Regions from separate parts of the Capra hircus genome. Here region 1 is linked to region 2. The links are chromatin contacts, called in public Hi-C maps. All regions are on one chromosome and are shown on one strand. The core of a region is the stretch at or near the end of the contact, and the rest is flanking DNA. Distances in the headings are between cores, read along the strand shown. Region 1 has its middle 21 kb from the start of PTP4A2. Region 2 holds the start of SPOCD1 (SPOC domain-containing protein 1).

Region 1 (6,890 bases), core at 1,137-3,636, 120 kb after region 2:
TGAGGTTGACTCACATGGGAAGAGAGGCTGTGACCTCTCCAAGAAATAGAGAGAGAACAGAAGAGAGAGACAGAAGAGTTGCTTCCTCTTCTCTCATGAGGTTAATTACTTCTCCTTTCAGGCTCCAAGAGATTTCTCTGTGTTCATATAATTCTCTCTTCCACCATTACCCTCCCTGCTTTTTCTAAAACTTAAAAATAGCTTTAGTGGTTTTTGTGTGTGCAGGGGTTGTTTTTCCTTATACCTAAAATGTTTTTTAGACAACCATCTTAAGAACAAGTCTGCAGTCAAGGTGTCCTGTTTACGAGGCTGATAAAGTCCCTTTGCTAGGCTTCCTAATCAAGACACCTACACATTCAGTTATTAGCTGTGTAACCTTGGCCAGAACACATGGATTCACTGAACTGGCTTCCTCCTCTATAAAACAGGAATAATAATGCCCACCCTACCAGGTAGTTAAGAGTGAATGAGATAAGGTGGAAAGGTTTTATTTAGCACAGTGCTGGGCACCAAGAAGCCATGTAATCATTTTGTGCTGAATGCAAAAAAAAGGGGTTGGGTCCAAGCCTAGAACCAGGCCACTAAAAGGTGCCAGTTGGAGAAGACTCTTGAGAGTTCCTTGGACTGTGAGGAGATCAAACCAGTCTATCCTAAAGGAAATCAATGCTGAATATTTGTTGGAAGGACTGATGTTGAAGCTCCAATACTTTGGCCACCTGATGTGAAGAGCCAACTCATTGGAAAAGACCCTGATGCTAGGAAAGATTGAAGGCAAAAGAAGGGGGCAGCAGAGGATGAGATGGCTGGATAGCATCACTAACTCAGTGCACATGAGATAGTGAAAGACAGGGGGCATGCTGCAGTCCATGGGGTCACAAGGGGTCAGACACGACTTAGCAACTGAAGAACAACAACAAGGACTACACAAGGAAGTTTAAGGGAACAAGCCTTCTTCCCATCAGCACCCTTTTCATCATGTGCACCCAATTTTCAAAAGCATTGAGGAAGCAAAGAGTATCTTTATTTTTAAAAATGCCAGTTCTGGGCACTTCCTTGGTGGTCCAGTGGTTAAGAATCTGCCTTGCAATGCAGGGGACTTGAGTTTAACCCCTGATCAGGGAACTAAGATCCCACGTGCTGAGGAGCAACTAAACCCACATGTCACAAGTACCGAGCACACCACAACTAGAGAGTCCAAATGCTGCAACGGAAGATCCTGCGTGCTGCAACTAAGGCCTGACAGAGTGAAATTAATTATTTTTTTAAAAAAGGGTATATAAATGCCTATTCTGGAACTCATTCCAATGATATAATTCAGACCAAAAAATACATTTGCATAAGAATGCTCATTGCAGTAGTGTTTATATTGGAAAAAATTTGGAAATGATTGACATGTTCAACACTGTTTTAATAGATGCTAGTACATATATACAACAGAATATTATAAAGACTAGAAGAACAAAAGACACAGTCTTCTTAAATTAAAATAAACAGGGAGTAGTTTGCCAAATATTATAATGTAAAATGCAAAATGTGAATGTTTAAGGTATAAGCACAATGTTTCAAAGAAGTTTCTCCTGCTCATCCCAGCATCACACACATTGTCTCACACACCGCTCGCCCAGCAATGCATTCATCTTCTCTGCCTTTGGGGTAACTTGGGTGGGAAAACTGAAGAAGCATTTATGTAAGTTCAAGCCCTAAGGCCTCTAACATTTGAGGTGTAGACAAAGATGGATGTTCACATCATTTTCTGAGCTTCAAAAAAAAGCAGGTTACAAAAATATTGCCGACAATGTGAACAATGGTTATCCCAGGCCATGGGATTTCAGGTGTTTTTCTTCCCTTTGTACTGTCCTGTATTGTTTGAAATGGACATAGTGTGTATACATTGTGTTTATATTTATGAGAAAAAATGAAGCTATTTTCATAAGGGAAGGGAGTTACCTTGATTTTATTTTCTCCTCTATTGTCCTCAATACGTATTCTACCGGATTACCTCTAATATGCCTTCCTTCTTCATGCACGGGGAGACGTACCTGGCTGCCCGGTTCTGTGGAGCTGCTCCAGACAGAAGCCCCTTGTTCAGGGAGGGGAACCTTCCGTGAGCCTGGCAGAAACGCTAGGCAGCCCACTACTGCCCTCTCCTGGTCAGAACAGGGCAGTTCTGATCTAGCTAAACAGCACATCAGTCACATCGTGATTGGCCAAGGTCATCCCAGAATCGCGACTTTTGGCTACCCTTGCAGTCATCAGTGTGCTGCACACCACCGCTTGCTCTAGCAGTTGGAATATAAAATCTCCTGGGAACCTCTGGCTTGGTGTGGACAGCACTGTCCTGATGGGTTTGCAGTCATTACACTCAGCCTCCCTTAGCCCAGGTCATGGCCTGTTGGAGGGTGGGGTACTGAGTAAGTGATGAAAAACTTTCCTGCCCGCTAAAGAGCACTGATGGCCTGGAGTTCAGATTCCAGAAAGTAGAAGGCAGGGTTGAAAGAAGATAAATGCAATCATCCCAATTATAAAAGCTCTTGGGACTTCCCTGGGGGTCCAGGGGTTAAGACTCTGCCGAGCTTCCACTGCAGGGGGTGAAGGTTCCATGCTAGCTGGGGAACTAAGATCTCACATGCCACGTGGTATGGCCAAAATAAATAAATAAAGCTCTTGTTCTTGTATGCTTCTAATTACTTTTCAAGTATTTGTCAAAGCAGCTTGATATGTACAAATAAATTCGCACAAGGATATTTGTTGCAGAATTGTTGGCAAAGCACAAAACTGCAAACAATCTAAATAGCCCTCAGTATGGGGGCATTTGGACAAAATGGAATGGTATGCAGCTGTTAAAAAGAATGAGGTAGATCTATATGTGCCACTCTGAAATGGTCTCCAAGATTCATTGTTAAGTTAAAAAAAAGCCAGGCACGATATGTAACTGTCAATAAGTGTAAACGTGTTGTGTCTTAAACAACGATCTGTATAACAGTACACTTTTCTATTTAGATATGTATAGAATACATTGGAAGGAAACACTAGAAATTAATAACAATAATGACTATCTCTGGAGATGGCAAAAAGAAAAGAGAACTAATCTCAGTTCAGTTCAGTTCAGTCGCTCAGTTGTGTCTGACTCTTTGCGACCCCATGGACTGCAGCACACCAGGCCTCCCTATCCATCACCAACTCCTGGAGCTTACTCAAATCCATGTCCATTGAGTCGAACCCAGGTCTCCTGTATTAGAGGCAGACACTTTAACCTCTGAGCCACCAGGGAAGCCCATATGTCCATTGAGTCAGTGATGCCATCCAACAATCTCATCCTCTGTCATCCGCTTTTCCTCCCGCTTTCAATCTTTCCCAGCATTGGCGTATTTTCAAATGAGTCTGCTCTTCACATCAGGTGGCCAAAGTATTGAATTTTCAACTTCACCATCAGTCCTTCCAATGAATATTCAGGACTGATCTTTAGGACGGACTGGTTGGATCTCCTTGCAGTCCAAGGGATTCTCAAGAGTCTTCTCCAACACCACTGTTCAAAAGCATCAATTCTTCGGCACTCAGCTTTTTTATAGTCCAAGTCTCACATCCATACATGACTACTGGAAAAGCCATGGCCTTGACTAGACGAACTTTTGTTGGCAAAGTAATGTTTCTTCTTTTTAATATGCTATCTAGGTTGGTCATAACTTTTCTCCCAAGGAGTAAGTGTCTTTTAATTTCATGGCTGCAATCACCATCTGCAGTGATTTTGGAGCCCAAAAGAATAAAGTCTGCCACTGTTTTCACTGTTTCCCCATCTATTTGCCATGAAGTGATGGGACCAGATGCCATGATCTTCGTTTTCTGAATGTTTAGTTTTAAACCAACATTTCCACTCTCCTCTTTCACCTTCATCAAGAGGCTCTTTAGTTCTTCTTTGCTTTCTGCCATAAGGATAGTGCCATCTGTGTATCTGAGGTTATTGATATTTCTCCCAGCAACCTTGATTCCAGCTTGTTCTTCATCCAGGCTGGCATTTTGCATGATGTACTCTGCATATAAGAAATACACACACACACACACACACACACACACACACACAAAACTATTAGAACTAGTAAATGAGTTTGGCTAGGTTACAGGATATACACAAAAATCAGTTGAATTTCTATACACTGTATCTTAGTCCATTCGGCTGCTATCGTAGAATACCATAGATTGGGTGCCTTAAAAACAACAGAATTTATTTTTCACAGTTCTGGAAGCTGGAAGTCTGAGACCAGGGTGTCAGCACGGTCAGGTTCTGGTGAGGATCCTCTTCTGGGCTGCAGACAGCTGTCTTCTCCGGGGTCCCTTTTATAACAGCTCTAATTCCATTCATTGGGTTCATGCTCATGATCATATCATCTCCCAAAGACCATCATCACATTGGGGATTAGAACTTCAATGAATGAACTTTGCGGGGACACAAATATTTAGCCCATAATAACTAGCAATGAACTATCTGAAAATGAAACTGAGAAAATAAATTTATTTACAATGGCATCAAGAAGAATATACTTAGGAATAAATTTAACAAAAGAAGTATAAGATTCATACACTGAAAACTACAAAAGATTGTTGGAAAAAGAAGAGATTAAAAGAAGATCCAAAAGATACCTAAGACTTAAATGGAAAGAAATCTGTTCATGGATTGGAATGAACAGATGGGATTCTGGGGAGTAAGATGATAACGGTCCCCAAACTAATCTACAGTTTCAATGCAAGGCCTATCAAAATCTCAGCTGGCTTTTTTTTGCAAAAATTGACAAGCTGATGCTAAAATTTATATGGAAATGCAAATGACACAGAATAGTCAAAACAATCTTGGGGGGAAATTTCAAGCTTCTTAACATAGCTGAAATAATCAATGTGTGTACTTGCACAAGAATAAAGAATAAGATGAGACTTCCCTGGTGGTCCAGTGGCTAAGACTCTGCACTCTCAATGCAGGGGGTCCAGGTTTGATCCCTGATCAGGGAACTAGATTCCACATACCCAGTTAAAGACACCACAACAAAGATTAAAGATCTCTAGCACTGCAACTAAGACCCAGTGCAGCCAAATAAATATTTTTTTAAAAATAAGATTCAGTTCAGTTCAGTCACTCAGTCGTGTCTGACTCTTTGCGACCCCATGGACTGCAGCATGCCAGGCTTCCCTGTCCATCACCAATTCCCGGAGGTTGCTCAAACTCATGTCCATCGAGTCAGCGATGCCATCCAACTGTCTTATCCTCTGTCGTCCCCTTCTGCTCCTGCCTTCAGTCTTTCCCAGCATCAGGGAATGAAATAGAAATGAGAGTCTCGAAATAAACCTCTACATTTATGCTCAATTACTTTTAGACAAGAGTGCAAAGGAAACAATTAGATATCCATAGGCAAAAGGACAAAGCTGGATCCCTACTCATACCATATATACAATTCAAAATATATTATAGACCTAAATGTTAAAGCTAAAACCACAAAACTCTTAGAAGAAGATATAGCAGCAAATCTTTGTGACATTGTATTAGGCAATAGTTTCCTAGATATGACACCAAAAGGACAAGCAGCAAAATAAAGAAACAGATAAATGGGGCTTTGTAAATATTGAAAATCTTTTGCTTCAAAGGATAATGGAGCAATGAAAATCTTCTGGAATTAGAGTGTGGTGATGATGGCACAATTGTGTGAAGATACTAAAAATCACTGAGCTTTATACTTTAAAGTGAACTGTGTTGTATGTGAATTATGAGATTGGTGCAAACATAATTGTGGTTTGGGGCTATGAATTTTAAATCATTATAACACATCTTTATTAATCAAAGTAGGAACCATTGCAATCAGCACATTTTGCCAACAATAAATAAGTTTGTTTATTCCTGTAGTGTAAAAATCTGTGCTTCAGGATTCGACAAACTCTTTTAAAGCATTTTCTGCCTCCTGCTGGTTGTGGAAGCATTTTTCCTGCAAAAAATTGCTTGAAGAAGCAGTAGTCTGTTGGTGAGAGGTCAGGTGAATATGGCAGATGGGGCAAAATTTCGTAGCCCGATTCTTTCAACTTTTGAAGCATTGGTTATGCAATGTACGGTCGGGCGGAGGCATGGAGAAGAATTGGGCCCATTCTGTTGGCCAGTGCCGGCTGCAGGCACTGCAATTTTCAGCACATCCCGTCAATATGTTGAGCATACTTCTCAGATGTAATGGTTTCACTGGGATTCAGAAGGCTGTAGTGGACCAGACCAGCAGCAGACTACCAACAGTGACCATGACCGTTTTTGGTGCAAGTTTGGCTTTGGAAAGTGCTTTGGAGCTTTTTCTCTGTCCAGCCACTGAGCTGGTCATCGCTGGTTATCTCGTAAAATCCACTTTTCCTCGAACATCACAATCCAATCGAAAAATGATTCGTTGTTGTTGCAAAGGATAAGAGAAGATGACACTTCAAAACGATGATTTATTTGATTTCCAGTCAGCTCATGAGGCCCCTATTTATCGAGTTTTTTCACTTTTCCAATTTGCTTCAAATGCTGAATGACCAGAGAATGGTCAACGTTGAGTTCCTCAGCAACTTCTCCTGTAGTTGTAAGAGGATCAGCTTCTATGATTGCTCTCAGTTGGTCCTTGTCAAATTCCGATGGCCTGCCACTACGCTCCTCATCTCCAAGGCTCTTGTCTCCTTTGGAAAACTTCTTGAACCACCACTGCCCTGTACGTTCATTAGCAGTTCCTGGGCCCAAAGTGTTGTTGATGTTGTGAGTTGTCTTTGCTGCTTTATGACCCATTTTGAACTCAAATAAGAAAATCGCTCAAATTTACTTTTTGTCTAACATCATTTCCATAGTCTAAAATAAATATAAAATATACATAGTAAGTGAAGTCACTCAGTCGTGTCCG
Region 2 (6,735 bases), core at 2,598-5,097:
GATAATCTGAAATGGGGAGAAGCCAGATGCACAGGGGTTCACCTCGGCAGTCCTTGGAGGAGGACAAAGTATAGTCAACAACAGGTAACATTTCTGAGTATTTTTCTTGTACCAGGCACTGTGCTACCGAACATAGGTACATGTCATCTCACCTGCCCCTTACCACTGCCCAGTGAGGTAAGTAATTTATTGCCTCTATTTTACAAATGAGAAAATTATGCTCGGAAAGGTGAGGCCACTTGCCTAGGTCACATTCAGATAGCAGCAAAGCCAGGCCTGAATGCCAATCTGTCAGCCTCTGAGCTTCATGCTCTTAACTACAGGACAGTGACCAGAAATGAGAAAAGCAAGTCCCAGCCCACCCTCTGGTCCCAGCAGTGCCTGTAGACAGACATGATGCAGCGTTCAGGGAAAGCACAGATTTGCCAACTTGGAAACGCCTTCAAACTCTAAAGCATCTGAAAATCAAAGGACAAGTCCCAGAACAATGAGGCACGGCATGAGCCTACTTATATATAAAAAGGTATGATCAATATAAGATGTTCATATATGTATAGAAGTTCATAAAAAAGGAGACTGGAAGAATGCTAACCATTAACATCAAACAAAGCGCAATTGGGTCAGGAGACATTAAAGGGGATTTCCTCATTCTATGTCAACAAATTCACTGTAAAAACAATTTTTAATACCTAAAAAATCAAGTTATAAATTTTGATCTGCATGGTTCCATTTCTAGGCAAAGAAAAGATATATATGTATATGAAAAAAATGGAAGAAAGGATATATACACCAAAATGTCAACAGGAGATAGCTCTGAATGTTGTTGGCATTATGGGGATTTTTATTTCTTCTTTATTTTCTATGATAAACATGTATTCGTTTTTTATTAAAAATTAATGTTTTGAGTGATATTTACACAGATAATGTAATAGTATCTCGAATGTAATTATAGTCCAAATAGTGATAAATCACCACAGGCAGCTGATTGGTTCCTATCCTAGTTCAACTAATTTGCTTGTTTGACCTTGACATACTCACTTTACCCGTCCGAGCCTCAGTGTCTGCATCATTAAAATGGGTATATATCAACAGCATCTTCTCTATAAGGGTGTTAGGAAGACTGAAGATAAGTGCTTGGGAATAGTGCCCAGCATGTAGTAAGCATGCCAGGGGCCTTTACTGCTGCAATGATGGTGGGGAATGTGCGCAAGCAGGCAATGCAGTAAGCTTTCCGGACAGACTGCCTGGGTCTGCATGCTGGCTCTGTCATTTGCCAGCTGTGAGACCTTGGGCCCGTAACCTCACCTCTCTGGGCTTCATGTGAAGACTAAATCAAAAGCACTCAGCACACAACACATATTCTATCAAGGGGATAAAAATTCAACTATGTGACTATGATACATAAAATAGGTAACCAACAAGGAGCTACTACATAAAACAGGAAACTATACTCAATATTTTGTAATAACCTATAAGGGAAAAGAATCTGAAAAGAACATTCAGTTCAGTTCAGTTCAGTCGCTCAGTCGTGTCCAACACTTTGTGACCCCATGAATCGCAGCATGCCAGGCCTCCCTGTCCATCACCATCTTCCGGAGTTCACTCAGACTCACGGCCATCGAGTCAGTGATGCCATCCAGCCATCTCACCCTCTGTCGCCCCCTTTTCCTCCTGCCCCCAATCCCTCCCAGCATCAGAGTCTTTTCCAATGAGTCAACTCTTCGCATGATGTGGCCAAAGTACTGGAGTTTCAGCTTTAGCATCATTCCCTCCAAAGAAATTCCAAGGCTGATCTCCTTCAGAAGGGACTGGTTTGATCTCCTTGCAGTCCAAGGGACTCCCAAGAGTCTTCTCCAACACCACAGTTCAAAAGCATCAATTCTTCAGCGCTCAGCTTTCTTCACAGTCCAACTCTCACATCCATACACGACCACTGGAAAAACCATAGCCTTGACTAGACGGACCTTTGTTGGCAAAGTAATGTCTCTGCTTTTAAATATGCTATCTAGGTTGGTATATATACATATATATTCAGTTCAGTTCAGTCGCTCAGTCGTGTCCAACTCTTACATATATATAATTGAATCGCTATGCTGTACATCTGAAACTAACATGATGCTTCAATTTTTAAAAAATTCAACTATGTCAGAAATATACATCAAACAGAGCAATGCCATTTTCTGCCCTTGGCATATAAACATATTGACCATGACTATTAATATTAATAAAATGACAATTATTATCATCAATAAAAGAACAATGGAAAGGGAAGCAGTGAATACAGGGAACATGGCTAGGCACTGACTCCCTTGCTGTGTGAGCTTGGGGAAGTTTGTTAACTTCTCTGAGCCTCAGCTTGCCCTGCGAATATAGGGCTAATGCCTATCTCACAGGACTATTGCAACACTCAAGGAAAAGCACATTTAACACAAATAGATTTACCTTGTGCCTTATGCTGTGCTAAGTACGTTATTTCACACCATCATCTCATTTATTCCTCAAAACAACCCCACTAAAGTGGAACTAGTATTCCCTTTTCACACATGAGGAAACAGCTTAAAAAATATTCCAGGGCCACTCAACTAGGAAGTGGGCAGAGATAGGATTTGAAGACACGACTCACTGACACCAAAAGATAACGATGCCCTTCCCATCCCAACCTCTCAGAGTCAACTTACCAGCCTGGGACCGCTTCCTGGGCTGGATTCTTCTGTTTGGTCCTGGTTGGAGCTGTCTGGCCATCTGTTAGTGCCCTGATCCTGGGTACCAGGCACTGGGTCCATTTTCAACTGTTTAGCACACTTGGAATTTCTCTGCCTCGTGGATGGGCCTGAGCTAGCCTTGCTGGCTACAGGCTCCAGGAAGCTGGAGGGGGTGTTACCAAGTCCCTGCCCTGGCCTCCCCCAAGACACTGGTCGAGCCACGACCTCCAGCTCCTCCTGGTTGTGTGAAGCACCATGGCCATCACCAAAGCCAGGCCTCATGATGTGCTCAGCTTCTTGCTGTGCTGTGGAAGCCTTTCCAGACCCTCCTGGGCACAGCTCAGGGCTCTGGAGAGGATCCCGGGCAGCTAGCTGAAGTGACAGTCCTCCAGTGGGCACAGGGGAGTTCACAGGGTCCCAGGGGCTGCCTGGCGGGGTCCCACCCCTTACAGTGGGCAAATATTCAAACTTCTCAATCCCTGAGTCACAGTCCACCCAATCTCCACCTGGGTGTCCAGGCCCAGACCCAGTGCCCTTGCAAGAGAGAGGACTGCACGGGCCTTCCAAGGACGCCACGTCAGCACCTCGCAGGGGGTCTCCCACAGCCTGGGGCTTGTTCCCACTAGGGCTCTGACCAAGCCGTAAGAAGCTACCTTCCTGACCCTCTGAGGGGGTTTCAGACTTCCTGCTTTTCTTTCTTGCTCCCACACACCCACTACAAAGATTCCTGGGACAACCTCCTGCTAAGATGTCGTGCAGAATAATCTGGACCCTCTTGAAGGCCTGAGCCCTCCCCTGGGCAGGCTCTGTGGGTAGGTGACAGCAGAGCCTCGGGCTGGGCACCAAATTCCAGCTCTGTCCCACAGCTTGCTGCCGCAGGACCACAGGATGGGCCGTGGCCTCTGGGATACCCCCAGGAGCACCCACTGCCTGGGAGCTGGCATCTTGACAAGACTCTTCCCTGAGGACCCTCTTCCCACTGCCAGCACAAACGGGGTCCCCCGAGCTCTCTCCTGACAGGTCTGGTGCCAGGCCTGACATGGAGCTGGTTTCTTCCATGTCCTCCTGGAAAAGTCCAAGGCTGTTGAGGGGACTGAGAACGGGGTCCTCCGTGCTGGGGCCCACTGGAGCCGCCTCCTGAGACATGTCTGTTTGCCTCCACGGGCCCAGTGCAGAAGGCAGGCCCTGTGAGGAGATAAGAGGGGGGTCTGACCTGCCGGCCCACTCAGGACACCAAGCCAATGGGAACCTCGGAGGCAGCCTCCCTTATAGGTGGCACCTCCAGGGCACCCAGGAACCACTGACATAAGCACCCCAGCGGGACACAGTGCCCCAGATGAGGGAGGGGAGGCCTGTCTCCAAACAGGGTTGAGCTACAGCCACCTTTTATGAGGTCTTCCCCTCTTCTGAGAGTTCACATATTTGCTTGTATGAGCTTTAAAAACAAGTTATCATTTATGAATAATGTACTTCTGTGCATTATTTCATTTCATGCTGGCAGCCAGAGGCGAGGAAACTGATATCCAGTGGCTCGCCCAAGGCCACGCGCAGATAAAAAGTGGAAGACACGGGATTCGGCCCCCGAAAAAAAGACCAGCTCTAAATCACTCAGGTTAATTGTCCATCACCCTCACATCGGGCTGCGCCTGACAGACATTCCCAATTAGGTTCCCAGCCTGACCAGGCAGTCTCCCACCGCTCAGGGAACCCAGAACCCACCGACCCACTCGCTCTCACCTGGGGTCTGGGGTCTCTGGGCTCCCCTTCTCGGGGTGCGACACCCAGGTGTAAAGGGGCTGAGATCACATGATGCGGAGAGCCCCCGAGGGATGGGGGCGGAGTCTGTTGATACGCCAAGGGCGGGACCTCGGGCGTGCTGGCGTCGCTGCTCCGGCAGAGGGCGCCCTCTCCCACCCAAGGGCTCCCGGGAGGAAGTGCCTGGCGAGAAAGGGCCTTGAATGCCTGCGTGAGAGTTTCATCTTGATCCTACGGCAATGGGGCGTTACTGAAAGTACCTGAACCTCTAGAGGAGTATCAGAATCAGATCTACATTTTTTTCTCAATTATTTATTTTAATTATTGTTGTCTCAAATATAATTTAGTAGATGAACACGCAACACCCAACCCCAACAGGAAGGTTAGAAATTAAAACCTAAAAGTGTCCTCTCACTTGCCCAGCTCTTGAGAACAACTTTCTTTCTTTTTTTATTCAGTGATTATGAATAATAGACTCATACTTCTATTCCTTGGTTTATTAATGTCTTTGTTGTTCAGTCGCTCAGTTGTGTTCCTGTCTTTGCCACCCCATGGACTGCAGCTCGCCAGGCTAACAGTGTTGATTGACTAACTGCTGTGTGATTTCATTACCGATCCTTCCTGTTTGCTCCTCCCAGTTTTTGTCTTTTATATTTATATATATTTTTTGCGACTAGTTGCTATTACAGTCGTCCCTTTGCTTGGGGAATTCAGTTCTCCAATTCTCAGGCACACCAGAATTCTGGAATGCTCAAGTCCCTTATACCAAATGGCATAGCCATTGTATGTAATCTATGTACATCCTCCCCAATACTTGTCATCTCTAGACTTGTATAATTCCTTGTACACTGTAAATGCTGTATGACTATCTTGCATGTGCTTAAGAAATCCAAATTTTGCTTTTGCAGTCTTTCTTGAAATTAAAAAAAAAAAAAATTTTCCATCTGGAACTTCCCTGGTGGTCCAGTGGCTAAGATTCCACACTCCCAATGCAGGGGGCCTGGGTTTGATCCCTAGTCAGGGAACTAGATCCCACATGCAATAACTAAGAGTTCACAGGCTGCAACTAAAGATCGTGCATGCCACAACTAAGACTCAGTGCAGCCAAATAAATGTATATATCTTTTTTAAAAGAAACGTTGCTGACTTTTTAAAATAATTAATTTATTCCTGGCTGCTCTGGGTCTTGATTGCGCAGGCTTTCTCTAGTTGTCGTGTGTTAGTTGCTCAGTCATGTCCAACTCTTTGCAAAACCATTGACTGTAGCCTGCCAGGCTCCTCTGTCCATGGGATTCTTCAGGCAAGAACACTGGAGTGGGTTACCATTCCCTCCTCCAGGGGATCTTCCCCACCCAGGGACAGAACCCGTGTCTCCTGCTTTGGCAGGTGGATTCTTTACCACTGAGCCACCAGGGAAGCCCCATTTATAACATTATGACTATGTAAATACTTTCACTGTAGAACTAGAGATTTGACTGAGAGGTAGATGAAATTCCCCAGCATGAAACTTGTGCCATGCGAGACCACAAGAAGCTTCCAGTCAATGGGATTACTACATTCAGTTAGAATTAATACATTTAAATATTGGCTTGACCAAAAAGTTCATACAGGTTTCCATACGATGTTATGAAAAAACCCGAACAATCCAATAAAGATGTTTTATGTTAAAGACATGATGTTGAATTTAGAAAGCAAGAAAATGTTAATGAAGGAAATTGAGTGCTGGGTATATGGAAACTCTCTGTATCAATCTTCATTTTTTCCCCTCCAAATCTAAAACTCTTCTAGAAAATAAAATCTAAGGGGAAAAAAAGGAAGCTCTAGTGTGATCTATATTGAAAACTCTAATTATATGGCCATCAAGGTCACAAATGAGGTTAAGAGGTGAGATTGGATGTTACCAATGACCACAATTACTGCTCTAAAGAAAAATTTTTGAAGATGACTTCACCCTGTGGAATATCCTGGTCATGATGGCAGAGACATGGACCAGGGCCATTAAGACCAAGTAAACTATTTTTCTGGCCCATTTAGATAATGAAAGTCTCCCACAGTTGGACAAGGAAAGGAGAAGCAGAGGTATCACATGGCATAGAGGATAAAAGGGCAATGGTGACTGATAACAAATAGTGCTACTTCAAGCCAAGGTTTCCATACGTTGTTACAGAAAAACCCAAATGAACTTTTTAGCCTATCCAATATCTCAAAGACATGATGTTGAATTTAAAAAGCAAACATATGTCAATGAGGGAAAATGAGGGCTGGGTATGTGGTCTAT

The links. Hi-C and Micro-C count contacts between places; a contact is called where the count stands out from the background.
Region 1: a contact with region 2 is called in a Hi-C map of blood, with 3 times the contacts expected there. The contact joins the enhancer-like site here to the promoter of SPOCD1 in region 2. A contact is called at or near these places in 3 of 5 Hi-C or Micro-C datasets (all in blood).

Annotation. Positions count from the first base shown.
Region 1 is chr2:14,182,210-14,189,099 of ARS1.2, forward strand. No RefSeq gene overlaps it. Among named protein-coding and RNA genes, the nearest start is that of PTP4A2, 21 kb to the left of the region's middle. Within about 2 kb of position 2,387, at least 1 of the 5 cell types and tissues checked has an H3K27ac peak or open chromatin away from gene starts, as enhancers often do.
Region 2 is chr2:14,060,160-14,066,894 of ARS1.2, forward strand. SPOCD1 (SPOC domain-containing protein 1) reads right to left here and starts at 3,848. Exons shown (of 15, transcript XM_018066346.1): 1 at 2,679-3,848. The coding sequence starts at 3,848.